Linked DNA regions of Arachis hypogaea: region 2 is linked to region 1. The links are chromatin contacts, called in public Hi-C maps. All regions are on one chromosome and are shown on one strand. The core of a region is the stretch at or near the end of the contact, and the rest is flanking DNA. Distances in the headings are between cores, read along the strand shown.

Evidence for each region. A called contact is a pair of places that touch in the nucleus more often than the background predicts.
Region 2: a Hi-C map of an unstated tissue shows a contact between it and region 1, with 3 times the contacts expected there. The contact joins the promoter of LOC112797634 here to the promoter of LOC112797625 in region 1. A contact is called at or near these places in 3 of 8 Hi-C or Micro-C datasets (leaf and an unstated tissue).

What each region holds. Positions count from the first base shown.
Region 1 is chr4:120,288,082-120,295,996 of arahy.Tifrunner.gnm2.J5K5, reverse strand. LOC112797625 (UDP-glycosyltransferase 74G1) reads left to right here and starts at 3,688. Exons shown (of 2, transcript XM_025840659.2): 1 at 3,688-4,449; 2 at 5,870-6,790. The coding sequence starts at 3,787. The coding sequence ends at 6,589.
Region 2 is chr4:120,495,184-120,503,098 of arahy.Tifrunner.gnm2.J5K5, reverse strand. LOC112797634 (mogroside I-E synthase) reads left to right here and starts at 4,393. Exons shown (of 2, transcript XM_025840670.3): 1 at 4,393-5,168; 2 at 5,533-6,351. The coding sequence starts at 4,524. The coding sequence ends at 6,249. It overlaps LOC140184497 (a long non-coding RNA gene), which reads right to left and starts at 2,233. Exons shown (of 4, transcript XR_011881491.1): 1 at 1,579-2,233. It also overlaps the pseudogene LOC112797635.

The DNA.
Region 1 (7,915 bases), core at 2,439-4,938:
TTTTTTAAAAAATTGATAATAAGTCATTTAAAAATTTTAAAAAATAATAGATGATTAACATTTTTTTGGTCTTATATTTAAACCAATATTAATTAATTTTTTTTCAACTAAAGATATTGGTATATATCATTATCTATTACCAAAATATTTTATTTTAATATAATTTTGTATGGATGTGCTAATATCTCATGTGTTCGTCTGGTATTTAAAGCTAGCTGTCTCGAAAGGCATTTCAATGAATGGTTGGAACCATTCAGACAGGGGTAACATCAAAAATAATGATGAGAGCCCCAAAATTCATATTTAGAAGAGTTTGTGTTTAGTAGAATTTGTTGTCGCCTTGTTGGCCAATTCTTGTCATTTATCTTTTGTTTTAAGTTTTAAATTTTTTAAAATGATTTATTTTTATATTTTTTAAATTAAATATTAATTTTTAATATGTTTTGATGAGTTAGACACTATTTTTTAAATACCATAGCAATTATTTTTATTGTTCTTGATCAATATCTATAATCATAAGTTTAATTTTTTTTAGTCACCAAAAAAGTCTAATTTTTTTAGTTTAATAATTTAATAATATTTTTAAATTATATTTTTAAATATTATTAACTAATTATTAAAAAAATAAATTTTATTGATTATTTAATATTTGTCATTTATATTTCTAGCAATTAGGAGGTGAGAATATGCATAAGACGGGATTCGAATTTTCAACACTTATTTAAACAGATTAGTAAACTAAAATTACTAAACCAACCCGACTTGATTACTTGCATTGATATTTATTTAAACATTCTTGCAATGTCTCTTTTTTTTTTTGGGGATCATGATAAACATAAGCATTTAGCAAACTGAAAGGCCCATTATGACACACAAATGGGCTACTTGTAGAGGTACTTGTGTCAACCACCTCCGATTCAGGAAAAATAAAGCTGTTGTCTTGTTCATGACCCAAAAAAGAGTCGTTGTCTTCACAGAAAATAAAAAACGCAAGATTTTGGTATACTTTACTTCGTGGTTTTTTTCTTTTATAAAATAAAAAAAATTATTCTTTCTCTCAACCAGATTTTTGGATTTTAATTTTTCAAATACGATTTTTTTTTTGCATTTAAGCAAGTTTTCCGAATTCCGACGAACTCTATAAAAATGTTTCGCCTAACTCCTTGGCGAACTTTATAAATTTTATAGAGTTCGCCTAACTCCGGCGAACTCTCTTTTAAGATTTTTAAAATCCGCATTTTAATCCATTATCATCATCTCCAAATAATATATAAATTTACAAACAGTATATAGGGATACACAAAAATTTACGGACAACGAACATGACTTCTTCAAGAATTTTTTTAATTATAAATTAAAAAAAACCATATTTAAAAATAACAACCTTTGTTATCGTATCTAAAAATGTATAGGTACATCGGAATGAGTCATATCTTTGTCTATCTTTGTCTCTGAAAACTATAATAATTGTTAACTTTCCAATCTTATATATTTGAAGTGGATTATTTTTGGGAAATAGTTATTTTTTAATTTATAATTAAAAAAATCTTTGTTAAATATGACTCATTCCGGTGTACCTATACATTTTTAGATAGGATAACAATGATTGTTATTTTTAAATATGGCTTTTTTTAATTTATAATTAAAAAATTCTTGAAGAAGTCATGTTTGTGTATTTCTATATACTATTAGTAGATCTGTATATTATTTGGAGATGATGATAATTTGATTAAAACGTGGATTTCAAAAATTTTAAAAAGAGAGTACTCATTTTTATAGAGTTCGCCGGGACGTCCGACTAACTTGCTTAAATGCAAAAAAAAATCGTATTTAGAGAATTAAAGTTTAAAAATCTTGATCGCAAAATAATAATTTTTTTATTTTATAAATGAAAAAAAAAACCTATACTTCGTATATGTCTTATAAATTATAACAAATACATGTGAGTTCAAGATATTAGGTTTTTTTTCAATAATAAAATAAAAAAATTATCTTAAATTTTGGAATATATATATATTTTTTAGAATTTTAGCTAAGTTTGTCGCAGGCAAACTTTATTATTTTTGTAAATTCGTAGTATTCTACCACAAATTTTACTAGTTATCTCTATAAATATTAGATTAGGTAAAAAAAATTAAAAAATTGACAATAATAATTATTATTATAATATCTAAGAATATATAGGAGTATATAAAAATATATAGCAATAAACTGTATTTAACAATAATATAATAAAAAAAAGGCTTCTCAACATCTTAATTTTTTAATTTTTTAATTTTTTTATCTAAATTAAAGCAAATTAATTTTTTTTAAAAATTAAAAATTTTGATTATAATATATATTTTTTCAAATTAAAAATATGAAAACAGTTGAAGAATATATATTTTTTTCAAATTAAAATCACAGAAGTAGATGGGTGAGGAGCATAGAAATTTGAAAAAGTTCACCAACGCATGCGGCAAACTTATACAAAAAGAAAAGTTGGATTTTAAAATATAAAGTTGGATTAATTTTAAAAAAAAAATATTTTTAAAAAAATTTATAATAGAAAAAATTCCCAAGATATTAGTATATTATACTCTAGAGAATATCCTTCTCATATTTTAGAGCATATCAAAGCTATTTCAATTAAAGTATGTACAATTATACGCGATAGAATCCCCAATTCAGTGTATTCTACTTAACAAATTTTTTTCATCTTCATTCCTACTCGCTGCCACTCATGTTTCTACTATTGTTTTGTTTGTAATTAAACCAAAATGTCTCACGCACTTGTCGTGTCAATTCATTATTATTATAACAAAATTTTAAGAGATTAGAATGGTTTTGTCGTACTTAATTTTGCTCAATCAATATTTATATATATTTTTTAATTGAAGTATATTGTTTAATAAGTTTTTTTTTTTACATACAATAAGTCAACAAAAAATCGAAAAAAAAAACTTACTATAAATATCACATATATGTTAATGACACTTTTATAGATATATTAGGTGATATTTTAAAAATTATTTATTTATTTTCAAAAAAAATATATATATAGATAAATTATACGGTACAAATTTAAGTTTATAGAGATACTCATAACGTAATTTTTTTCACAACACATGTACTATTTTATGTTATGCCGGAGAAGCAGCTCGACAAGTTACGGTGGTCTATAAAATTGGCGGTTTGGATAGACACAAGGAAAGAAAACTTATTCATGTTGGACCCTTCTCTATGTATAAGTTGGTTTTTGACTCTTTAGATTAGTTTTTGTTTTTTTTACAGGGTACCGCAAAAAAAAATTTGTTGAGAAGTTTATTTGAAATTGAGTTACTTTTAGGTGTAATTGTGAGGTTCAAATATTTTTTAGATGGTATCTGATTTTTGTTGGTGTCAAAATATCATCGTCCAAATTTTTCGTGAAAAAATAAAATTTGATACCTGTAAAAAATTTTGATACTTAAAATTTTTTTTACAACACGGGTATTTTGTCTTTATGTTAAGAAAATAGCTTGGTAAGTTAAGGTGGCTTAGAAAATTTGCAGTTTTTACAATACAGAAATATGATATTTTTAATATAATTTTTTAAAAAAATATATTTTTTAAAAACATAATTATTAACTTTAAAAGGAATGCTCACGTATGCAATGATTCTCCTTAAGAATTTAATAAATTAATTAAACAACTTATATTTTCTTACTTTACACATGCACATACTCACTTTGATACTTCAATATTTCCCAAATCCCAATTTGCCATCAAACCCCCACCTACCCTGAAGAAGCTCTTCAAAGAAAAATGGGTGAGAAAACTATAGCCAGAAAACCACCCCATTGTTTGGTCTTATCATATCCATTTCAAGGTCACATAAACCCCATGCTTCAATTCTCCAAGCTCTTGGTACATGAAGGAGTCAAAGTAACCTTAGCCACCACACGTTTCTTCATCAAGAACTTGCACAATAATAACAACTTGCCTCCTTCTATATCACTTGAATCAATCTCTGATGGGTGTGACAATGGTGGTATTCAAGAAGCTGGTGGAAGCTACAATGCCTATATACAACGTTTTTGGCAAGTTGGTCCACAAAGTCTCGTTGATCTTCTAGAGAAGCTTGCTAAATTAGGAAACCCTGTAGATTGTATAATCTATAATTCATTTCTGTCATGGGCACTAGATGTTGCCAAAAGATTTAGCATAGTTGGTGCTTCTTACTTCACTCATAATATGGCTGTGAATAGCATATTCTATCATGTTCAATTGGGAAAGATTAAGGTTCCTGTAATTGAGGATGAGGTTTCACTTCCTTCTATGCCTAAACTTCAACTTGGGGACTTGCCTTCTTTCTTCTTGACATATGAAGAAGATGGACCTGTGCTTGAGATGCTAAAGGGTCAATTCTCCAACTTGGACAAAGCTGATTGGGTTTTCTGCAATGCAATCTATGAGCTTGATAAGGAGGTAAGAGCTAAGAAGTTGTGTGTATATATCTCATATATTCCATCCATCTGAATATTTATACAAGAATTTAGTTTTGTATACTAAAATGTTTGACTAATTCCTTGTAGTGGTCCTAAGATTCAAGATTTTCATTAATTTGATCCCTTAGATCTACTTACATTATAATGGTCCGATCCTTCGTATTGAGCTTCGGACACCATAATAATTCATGAATCCTTTTTTGATACTAACTCAGCAAACATAGTGATGATTAAGGGTGTTTATAGGTTGGATTTGATCTGCATATTCACTGTTTATCCAAATCCGATCTGAAAATTGCGGATATGATCCGATCCGCACACTAATACGATCGGATTGCGGATTTTGTGTAGGTATCCGCGTATCCATAAAAATAAAAAAATAAACAAGTAAATATTTTTTTATGTTTTATTTTAACTAATAATTATCATATATGTTATATTATTTTAATTTATTATTTAAAAAAATATGTTTAATATTATTTTAAGAGTAAACATATTTAAAAAAATAGAAAAAATTAATTTTATTGATATTCTTTAATAAAAATAAACTCTTAAAAATATTTTTGTGTTTTGCAGATATATCCGATCCGATTGGGATCTAAACTTAAAAAACTATAGATATTAAATCCGATCCAATGATTTTAATGCAAATTGGATCGAAATGTTGGCCATATCCAATTCGATTCGATTCCTAATGATGATGTAACACTCTCTTACCATGCAGGACTGGTGTGAAATGCCGGTGTTTTTGTTTAGTGTCTAAAGAAGGCCAAAACGACATGTAGAAACCGTTTTAGATGCCACAAAAGTCAAAGTGACGTTGTTTCGGGCTTTCGGCCTTCATTTGGCGTCAAACAGAAACATGGTCGTGGTAAGAGAGTGCCACATTATCACTGTGTTTGCTGATTCAGTGCTGGAAAAAAGTCTAGCTAGGGATGACTATAACATCCGAAGCTCAATTTAAAGGACTACTGCAGTGCAATTGGACCTTGAGAAACCAAATTGATGAATACCGTGAATTTAAAGAACCCACCATGAACATTTAGTCTAAAATGTTTTTATATAGGCATCATCTATCTAGGATCTTGTTTTACCGTTTCAGCATAGCATATAGTGAAAAATTTAGAAAAGTAAAATTAGTACTTGATTAATAAAATGGTGTTTAATTTGATATTTCATTATTGAAGATAAGAAATTGATTAACTGTGTTGTTAATGATAACAGAGATATAGAGAGAGTAAGAGAGAGAGAACTAGTGCATTTTATAAATTATACTATAAAATGAAGTTATTCTTTATTATTAGCAAGATAATTAATTAATTAAAGTAAAAAAGATAGATATTTTCTTATTTGCTAGTTTTTTCTATAAATTTTCAATTTTGGCATGTGTTTGGTTTTAGGTTGTTGATTGGACAACAAAGATTTGGCCAAAGTATAGAACCATAGGACCAAATATCCCATCTAAGTTCTTGGATAAGAGAGTCAAAGAAGATGAAGAATATGATGTTGCACAATTCAAAAGTGAAGATTATTGTATAGAATGGCTAGCAGATAAACCAAAAGGGTCAGTTATTTATGTGTCATTTGGGAGCATGGTTCCTTTTGATGAGGAACAATTGAGAGAAATAGCTTATGGTTTGAGAAATAGTGATAGGTACTTCTTGTGGGTGGTTAGAGCTTCTGAAGAGACTAAATTACCAAAAGACTTTGTAAAGAAATCAGAAAAGGGTTTGATAGTAACATGGTGCTCCCAATTGCAAGTTCTAGCACATGAGGCTATAGCATGTTTTGTGACACATTGTGGTTGGAATTCTGTATTGGAAGCTTTGAGCTTAGGAGTTCCAACCATCGCAATTCCAAAATGGGCAGATCAAAGTACAAATGCAAAGTATATTGAAGATGTTTGGAAAGTGGGAATTAGAGTTCCAATTGATGAGAAGCGGATTGTGAGAAGAGAAGATTTGAACAATTGTATAAAGGAAATGATGGAAAGTGAGAAAGGGGAAGAGATAAAGAGAAATGCCATTGAGTGGAGAACTTTGATGACAAAAGCTGCTAGTGAGGGTGGAAGCTCCCATAAAAATGTTATTGAATTTGTAAATAGCTTATTTTCTCTGTAAGTCTCATATGCCTTTGTTTGTTCCTTTCTTTGTTTTTTATTAGACAAAAAAAAAAAAAAAAACTTCGATTACATCAGATTTGACTTAATTCGCTTTCGCCAGGCCATCTTGTATGTTGTAAGAAAACTACTTGCATGTTTTTCTATGTTTTTGGATCAAATAAGGTTGTTGTTTTGGTATAAATTTGTTATTTTTCGTGGACTTTTTCCATTCTTGACATATAAAACTACACAAAAAAATAGATTTAAGATAGATTAGTTTTTCTTTCCATGTAGTCCTTTTAGGCCCTTCCCTGAGGCCTTCCCCCTTTCCTGTCACCCTTCAATTCATCTTGTTCTCCCTTTCTTTTAACCCAACATAACCATTAGACTAAGGTTTTGCATATTATGTACAAAACCGGATTCAAACCTCAATCTTACTTAAGCAGCGAGTAAGCTGAGCATTGGACTAATCTAAATTGGTTACTAATAGAGGTTTGATATGTGTGTTAAAAGGCAGCAATTTCATATTGGGTTGTTGGCTTTTTTTTTTTCCCCTTGGGATATTGTGTGAAAGTGTGAATAGAACTTCTTTTGGAATTTTTCGAAATCTTACAAGTTTTAGGGTCTTTGTCATGGGTTAGTTCGATATTAAAGTTCTATGTACATGAACCATATAGTAGCAATGTAATGTTGAACGGAAAATAGACAAACACTGCTATATATACAGTAGGAACAGGGCCTTGAGAGTGACTATAAATTCAAAGATTAGCAATGTGATATGCAGGGTTTTTTTTTTAAATGTTATATAATTAATTATTTTATTGCTTAACGTTGCAGGTTTAGCTTACAATTTGAGTTGAAATAATATATTTTTGTATTCTTAATTTTCAGTTTCTAATCAATAAATTTTTTTTATTAAAAAAAAAAAAACACATCTCATCTCACGTGTATCCTGGTCCGGAAAAAAAAGAAAGAAAAACCTCACGTGTATAGAACAGCCTAGGCCTACCATAGTAGGGTTGCATATGACCCGGCGTGGTCCGAAGACCCGACCCGGTCTCGAACACTTTTGAGATTAATTTGGTGTGATTTTATTGGGTTTAGTGTCGGGTAAGGGCCTCAAAAATAGACTCGGTCATTATTTTGGGTCAGACCCGGGCCATAGCTCGGGTCACTCGAAGTCGGCCTGGTAGTCTGGTCATCATACACAATTAATATTTTGTGTTATTAGTGATGGATCATGACTATTTTTATGTGGAATTTAAGTATTGTAAACTTTAATATTTTGTGATATTAGTCATTATAAGATTGTAAGTTAATATTTTATATTTAGAATGCATAAGAT
Region 2 (7,915 bases), core at 3,144-5,643, 210 kb before region 1:
TGTGAATACCAGCCATTGGAATAAGTAGAGAGATTTTGGATATATGTAAAGAAAGAGATTGATGTACTTTAAATTGTGGTGCTTTACATCTTTCATCACTTATACTTTTATAGTTGCATCATAACTAAATTTTTTAAAATTTGGTTGACTTTAATTTAAAATTTTAAAAATAACAAACCAAGTAAAACAACCCAAACTTAAAATTTAAAAATAACAACCTAAACAAATAATAATTTAAAAAATCTAAACTAACGTAAATCGTTATAGCAATATTAGTATGTAACAGCCGAAATATAATTAACGTAAATTTTTTTAAAACTCTAAATTTTTTTAAAAGAACGTATGTAGTTGCAAATTTTAAAAAAATCAACAAAATTTTAAAAAATAATAGTAAAAAGAATTAACAAATTTTTAAAAAATAAGAACCTAAGTAAAATAATTTAAAATTTAAAAAATAATAATCTAAGTACAATAATCTAAAATTTAAAAAATAACAACTTAAATAAAATAATTTGAAATTTAAAAAATAACAACCTAAGTAAAACAACCAAAACTTAAAATTTGAAAATAACAACCTAAGCAAATAATAATTTATAATTAATAAATATAATTCTAAAAATTTCTAATGACGACACCTAAGCAAATAAACTCCCAGACTCAACGTATGAGCGCCACGTCAGCATATGAGCTTCCCATTTGTATACTATAAAGATTTGCAGATATTTAATACAGACTAATTCATTCGGGTAGAATTTTTAATATAGAATAGGATGCGATGCAAATTTGTCTGTGGATAGGATAGGGTATGGGTTTAGGGTATACACTACCTTATCCTATCTGCACCTCTAATATATTATATAATATATATGTAAAAATTTTATATGTAGTGAAGAAAGTGAGTATTAAACTCATAATCTTTTTTTTTATAAAAATTTGAAATAACCATAAAATTAGTTGATAATTATATTATTTGTAATTTTATGTTAGATTTTTTTAAATTTTATTATTTTTAATTTTAATTTGAACTTAATTTTTTATTTTTTATTTTATTAATATGTATAAAATTTGAAATGGTTAAATTTTATATTTATTTGAAATTTTTTTATTTTTCTGTTGGCAGAGTCGGGTAGGATATGATTTAGAACTTTAGGATGCGGATAGAGTTAGGGCTGAAAAATTCTCAACCCACAAATAGGGTAGGATAAAAAAGTTTTTAACCCGCGGATAAAATTAGGATAAAGTCCAAACCCTACCTTACCTTACTCATTGCGAGCCTTACATGTCACCTTATTCATAGTTGTCACATAAACATTTTAATAAAACAAATATAAGTAACTAATTTTTAGTTAATGAATATTAATTAATTCAAAAAATATTATTTATATATTAAAATTAGTCACTGAAATTAATCATAAATATATATAATTTAATTTATTTTTAATGTATATTTATATTTTAATATGTATTTTTTACTAATAACTAATTTTGGTATCTGAATTTAGTGTATACATAATATAGACCATAATTAATTTTAGTGTTTAGGTTTATAATTTAATATTTAGAAGCTAGACCCAGTACCTGAGGCTGCCATTGAAGCTATGGAGGAGGAGCTCGGATCTCCTCGTCCGATGAACAGCATACCTCTCAAGCCGCCCTCACGATGGTGGCCAACAACATCTCCTTCCTACCGACGCCAAGATGCCCCTCACTGCCGCCCGAGTCCGATGTCTCCTCCTATTTTTTGTTCAAGTATAACTGGAAAAAAAAAAAGTTGGTACCTAATATTACTCTTGTAATATTTTAATGGGTCAGGCCCATAAGATTGCATAATCTATGGTTCACCATGATTTGGGCCTTTAATGCGGCCCATTAATTTGGCATAGTTGGTGACTTTCCTAACTCAATTTGGCTGTGAATACTGAATAGCATCGACTACCATGTGCACATTGGAAGCTCTAAGACTTCAGTCACTGAGGATGAGATTTTCCTTGGCAAGTTTCCAAAACTTATCATACGGGGATAGGCCTTTATTGCCCTATGTCTTCTTTAACTATGAAGAAGATCCTGCTTTTCTTCAGTTATTGAAGAAAGCTGATTGGATCCTTTGTCATACCTTTTCTTATGAGCTGGAAAAAAAGGCAAGTAAATGATATTATTAGAGGTGAGTGTGGAAGTTGTCATAAAAATGTTGTGAGAATATGAATTGTTATCAAACACTATAGAATATTTTTATTAAATTCATAATTAAATTATATCATTGTGTTATCTTAATAATAATTTAATATTCGGATAAAAATATTTTTTACACTTCATATTTGTAATTCTAATTTTTCTCCTAGTTCTTTTTTCAATATATATCCCTATCCTTTATAAATAAAAATAATAACATCAACACTCCGTTGTAGCTTTGTTGTTGAAATTATTATGGTGAATAAATTCCCAAGGTAAATTATAAATGAGACGAAGCCACAAAAATTTTGGCGTGCATAGATATGCTCAGCTTATGATGTGTATGAAACTGGCCTTTCTTTGTCCCAGTAATCTATTTTGCATTTTCCATGTATGAATAAACGTTTTTCAAAAGATAAGACAAAAGAAAGAATCATCTAGTGAGATATATTATATATAAGCCGAAACAAAAAATGCAGAAGCTTTGAATCACATGACACAGCAAAAAAATATATTATACGTATATATGATCGACCACTTAATATGTTAAAATAATATTGATTGTAATCAAATACTATATATATTCTAATAATGATGTCATATAGTATATGCCAGTAGTTCCATGTATGCAAATTAGAACTCAAAAGGTATTCAAACTCTATCTGCTTACAACACAAATATTAGAAAAAAAAAATTTCTAAAGTAATAATATTAATGTTAGTAAAATAATACAGTAATATTAAATATCTTTGAATTTATAATATTTATTAACTATGAGTTTTACTATCTTAATTTAATGATAATTAATAATATATTTTTTTTAAATAATAATATAATTTTAGAAGAGTCAAACTCTAAATATTAAATCCAAGTTGTCTAGCCCATCTTTGTTGACCAAATTTTTTTTCGTTGAGCGAAGTAGCTAGTGATGACCATGAATATGATCAAATAAATAAATAAATTTTTTTTTTTTGGTTTCCCACGGTATCCCCTGACCCGGCAGGTCAAGGACTAATCCGTCGCGGTACTGAGCTCCATTTAAGGGTTTGCCGCTGGCCAATGGGTTGCTGCATGCACAAGGCGGGATTCGAACCCCCGACACTTGCTTAAGCGGACTAGTGAGCTAACCACTAGACCAACCCAACTTGGTTAAATAAATAAATAAATATCCATGTGAAAATGACATGCACATATGGAATCATTAATTACTCTCTTTTTTTAGTTAATCATATGTTTCCCCCCGTAATTTGCGTCAGATATTGCGTCACATAATTTGTCCATTTGTATTATACCTATACTTAAATATTCTTTTTTTTTTTTCAGTGTTGCGAGAATCAAACCAAATCAATTGGTTCAATAGGATTAATCGAAAATGGATATTTTGCCGATCTAGATTAGTGTAAAATATATTGACGATAAATCGGGTAAAAGACTAATAAAGACGTTGAAAAAATTTAACGAGTATAAGTTTTGTTAAAAAATCAATCTTTTACATTGTATATATTTTATACAAATTAAAAATTTTGTGTAAAAAAAAATTAATTATTATATAAAATATATTAATATATATTATTTAATTTATTTTTTATATATCTTTTATTTTAATATGTATTATATATAAATAAACTGTTTTAATAATCATTTGTTGTGTATACGTCATATAATTATAAAAAAATATATTATTTTCTTCTATCAAAATGAAAAATACTATGTAAACAATTTTTTTTTGTAAGGTTCGACCAAGTCTTTGTTTTTTTCTTCTTGTTCTTACATTCTCGTTTTTTTTAAATAATATTTTTTACGCCAATAAATTATTATACCAACTTAATTAAAATTGATTACTAAAATATAGCATAATTGATCCAAATTTAACTTTAATTAAAATTTTAAACCATTTAATCTCGAGTTTTATCGATTCAATTACGACAATCTTGATTTTTTATTAAAGAGAAAAAATTTTAAAGAGACAATTATTTTAAAAGACAACTAAGTTCTTGATAAAAAAATACTTAATCTGATCCCTAAATTTTATTTTTATGAGACTGAATAGCTCCTGTAATTTTATGCCAAAAAAAAGCTAATATTATTTTTTTGAGGTAATTATCACGAATCGGGTGTTCACTCTTTATTAAAAGATTAAAGTTGTAAACTTCAACTTTTCTTTTTTTTCTTTGAAAAGAAACTAAATTTTCTTTTTCCTGATGTTAATTAAATTTGAAAGTATACAATTTGACTCAGTACTCTGACTCATGCATATTATATTTAAGCATAACCCAATAGCCCAAAATCCCAAAGAGGTCAAAGGCAAAAGGAGAAGAACAAAAAGAGTGAGTTAGTGAGTGTGAAGAAAGAAAATGGAGAAGGAAAATGGCAAAGCAGTGCACTGTGTGGTGCTAGCATACCCTGCACAAGGACACATAAACCCCATGATTCAATTCTCCAAGCGTTTGCTACATGAGGGTGTAAAAGTGACACTTGTCACAACACTATTCTACGGCAAAAGCTTGGAGAATTTCCCACCTTCAATGTCCTTTGAGACAATCTCAGATGGGTTTGACAATGGAAGACATGGTGAGGGACTTAAACTCAGTGTCTATAATGAAGTTTTCGCTCAAAGAGGGTCACAAACTTTAAGTGAGGTTCTAGAGAAGTGTGCTGTTTCAGGGTACCCTGTAGATTGCATAATCTATGATTCATTCATGCCTTGGGCTCTTGATGTTGCTAAGAAATTTGGTATAGCTGGTGCTTCTTATCTTACTCAGAATATGCCTGTGAATAGTGTTTACTATCATGTTCATATTGGAAAGCTTAGGGCCCCACTTACTGAGGATGAGATTTTGATTCCTATGTTACCAAAGCTTCAACATAGGGACATGCCTTCTTTCTTCCTTAGCTATCAAGAAGATCCTGCTTTTCTTGAGATGCTTGTCGAACAGTTTTCTAACATTCATGAGGCTGATTGGGTGCTCTGTAATGCATTCTATGAGTTGGAGAAAGAGGTAATTAATTTATGCAGCTTTACACAACTACTTATTTATTTGGTGTTCTGATTTCTGCTCCCTTCTTGCAGTACTATGATTTTGCATGTTTTAATAGTTCTTTGTTGTGTGTCAGAACTTAGAGCCCTTGCAGTTACCTATATTAATTGAACCTTTCCAATTTTCAAGTTAATTTGTGAAATTTTGAGTTTACTAGTTTTAGATTTGATTTAGTTATCCTATTTAACAGTTCTTGATTGATTGTTATTCTCGTTCATAAAAAATGTTATATGCACACAAAATAACTGCATATGAGTTTTCACCTTTTCTTCTGTGTATATGTTTTTTCAATGTGTGATGATTGGTGATTGAAAATTGCTCGTAGGTAATTGATTGGACAAAAAAGATTTGGCCAAAATTCAGGACTATAGGACCAAGCATACCATCAATGTTCTTAGACAAACGCCTTAAAGATGATGAAGAATACGGTGTAACACAATTCAAGAGCGAAGAATGTATGGATTGGCTAGACAAGAAGGCAAAAGGGTCAGTTCTATACGTATCATTCGGAAGTTTGGTTCCGCTAGACGAAGAACAAATAAGAGAAGTAGCTTATGGTTTGAGAGATAGTGGTAGATACTTCTTATGGGTAGTTAGAGCCTCAGAAGAAGCAAAACTCCCAAAAGATTTTGCAAAGAATTCAGAAAAGGGTTTAGTAGTGACATGGTGCTCTCAACTAAAGGTTTTGTCTCATGAGGCTGTTGGGTGTTTTGTAACACATTGTGGTTGGAATTCTACATTAGAAGCATTGAGTTTAGGTGTTCCTGTTATTGCTGTGCCTCAATGGTCAGATCAAGCTACAAATGCTAAGTACCTTGTTGATGTTTGGAAAGTGGGGATCAGGCCTGTGGTTGATGAGAAAAAGATTATGAGGAAGGAAGCATTGGAGGATTGTATTAAGGAGTTAATGGAAAGTGATAAGGGCAAAGAGATTAGGATTAATGCTGTGAAGTTGAAGAATTTGGCTATTGAAGCTGTTAGTGAAGGTGGAAGCTCCAATAAGAATATTATAGAATTTGTGAATAGTTTAAAAGGTTATTGAACCAACCAACCACCACTACTTGTTTAATTATTTGTTGTGGTGTTTCCTTGGCAAATAATGTACCACCTTAATTATTATAAAATAAATTTTAAATTCAGATAATTACTACTCTCATTCCTTTGAGAAATCAATGAACAAGTTTCTGGCCAAAACTGTCATTGTCCATTAATTAAACTTTGATTATAAAGTCCTGTTATTTAAATATCATACCAACTTAACTTGTTTTACAAGTTTTCACTAATTTATCCATTTGTGCTGTATTATTAAGTATTCTAATTCATAGGTTGACCCTTGAATAGCTCAAATCCAGAGAGGAAAAGTTAATGGAGAATAGAATAGGCATGAGAAAAACTATGCACTGTGTGGTGCTACCATATCCAGCACAAGGTCACATGAATCCCATGATTCAATTCTCTAAGCGCTTGCAACATGAAGGTGTAAGAGTGACACTTGTCACCACCCTATTCTACTTCAAGAACATAGAGAATAATCTGAATTTGCCACATTCAATTTCACTTGAGACAATTTCAGATGGATTTGATAATGGTAGGCATGGAGAAGCACTGAATTTAAGTGTCTATTTGGAGCGTTTTGGTCAAGTGGGGCCACAAAATCTTGGTGAGCTTCTAGAGAATCATGCTAGAACAGGGTACCCTGTAGATTGCATAGTCTATGATTCATTCTTAACATGGCCACTTGATGTTGCAAGAAAAATTGGTGTGGTCGGTGCTGTTTTCCTCACTCAGAATCTACCTATAAATGCCATATGCTACCATGTCTATATTGGAAAACTGAGACATGATCATGAGGTTTCGTTACTTCCTATGTTGCCACAACTTCAACATAGTGAAATGCCTTGTTTCTTCTTTAACCATGAGGAAGATCCTGATTTTCTTCAAATGCTAAGGGATCAGTTTTCAAACATTGACAAAGCTGATTGGGTCCTTTGCAATAGCTTCTATGAGCTGGAAAAACAGGTAATTAATTAGCAGTTCATCAAGTTTTGAATGTTTTCAGGGTTTTATAACACAAATTAAATTGTGATATAGCATCTTAAACTTGTTAAATATTCTCTTAAATTTTCGCAAAATCGCCGCAAATTAAATAAACGTTTTTGTTAGATAGACAATGACTTTTGTATACAATGTGAACAATGAGTTCTAGAATTGACCCAATAAAGTAAAACAAACACTCCACTCCCAAATTATCTCATAAACCTTAACATTAGGATAACCATCTGCACACCTATTGATTTGAATATTCAGCCATTGTTAACTGTGCATGAATAAATAAAAAAAATCATCCAATTAAAAATAATGAACATAATCATCTACATATCTATTGAATTGAACATCTGACATATTCATTATTCATATTGTTTAGTATTCTTATCGTTTACCTATACTTTTTCTTAAATAAAATGCTTTTTTTTGTATTATAATACTAAAATGAAAAAAAATGAGTTAACCCCAGAGTACAGATCGGCAATTTGTACTAATTTAATTTTTGAGATTCCAATTACACTACTTTAGTCCTTCATATTAAAAAAAATTGCACTAAGTTAGTCCCTCACAACATTAGGTCACATTTAACAGAAAAGTGGTTAGAATGAACTTACTGCATTTTTTCTAATCTAAAGGACTAGAATAGTGCAATTGTGATCTTC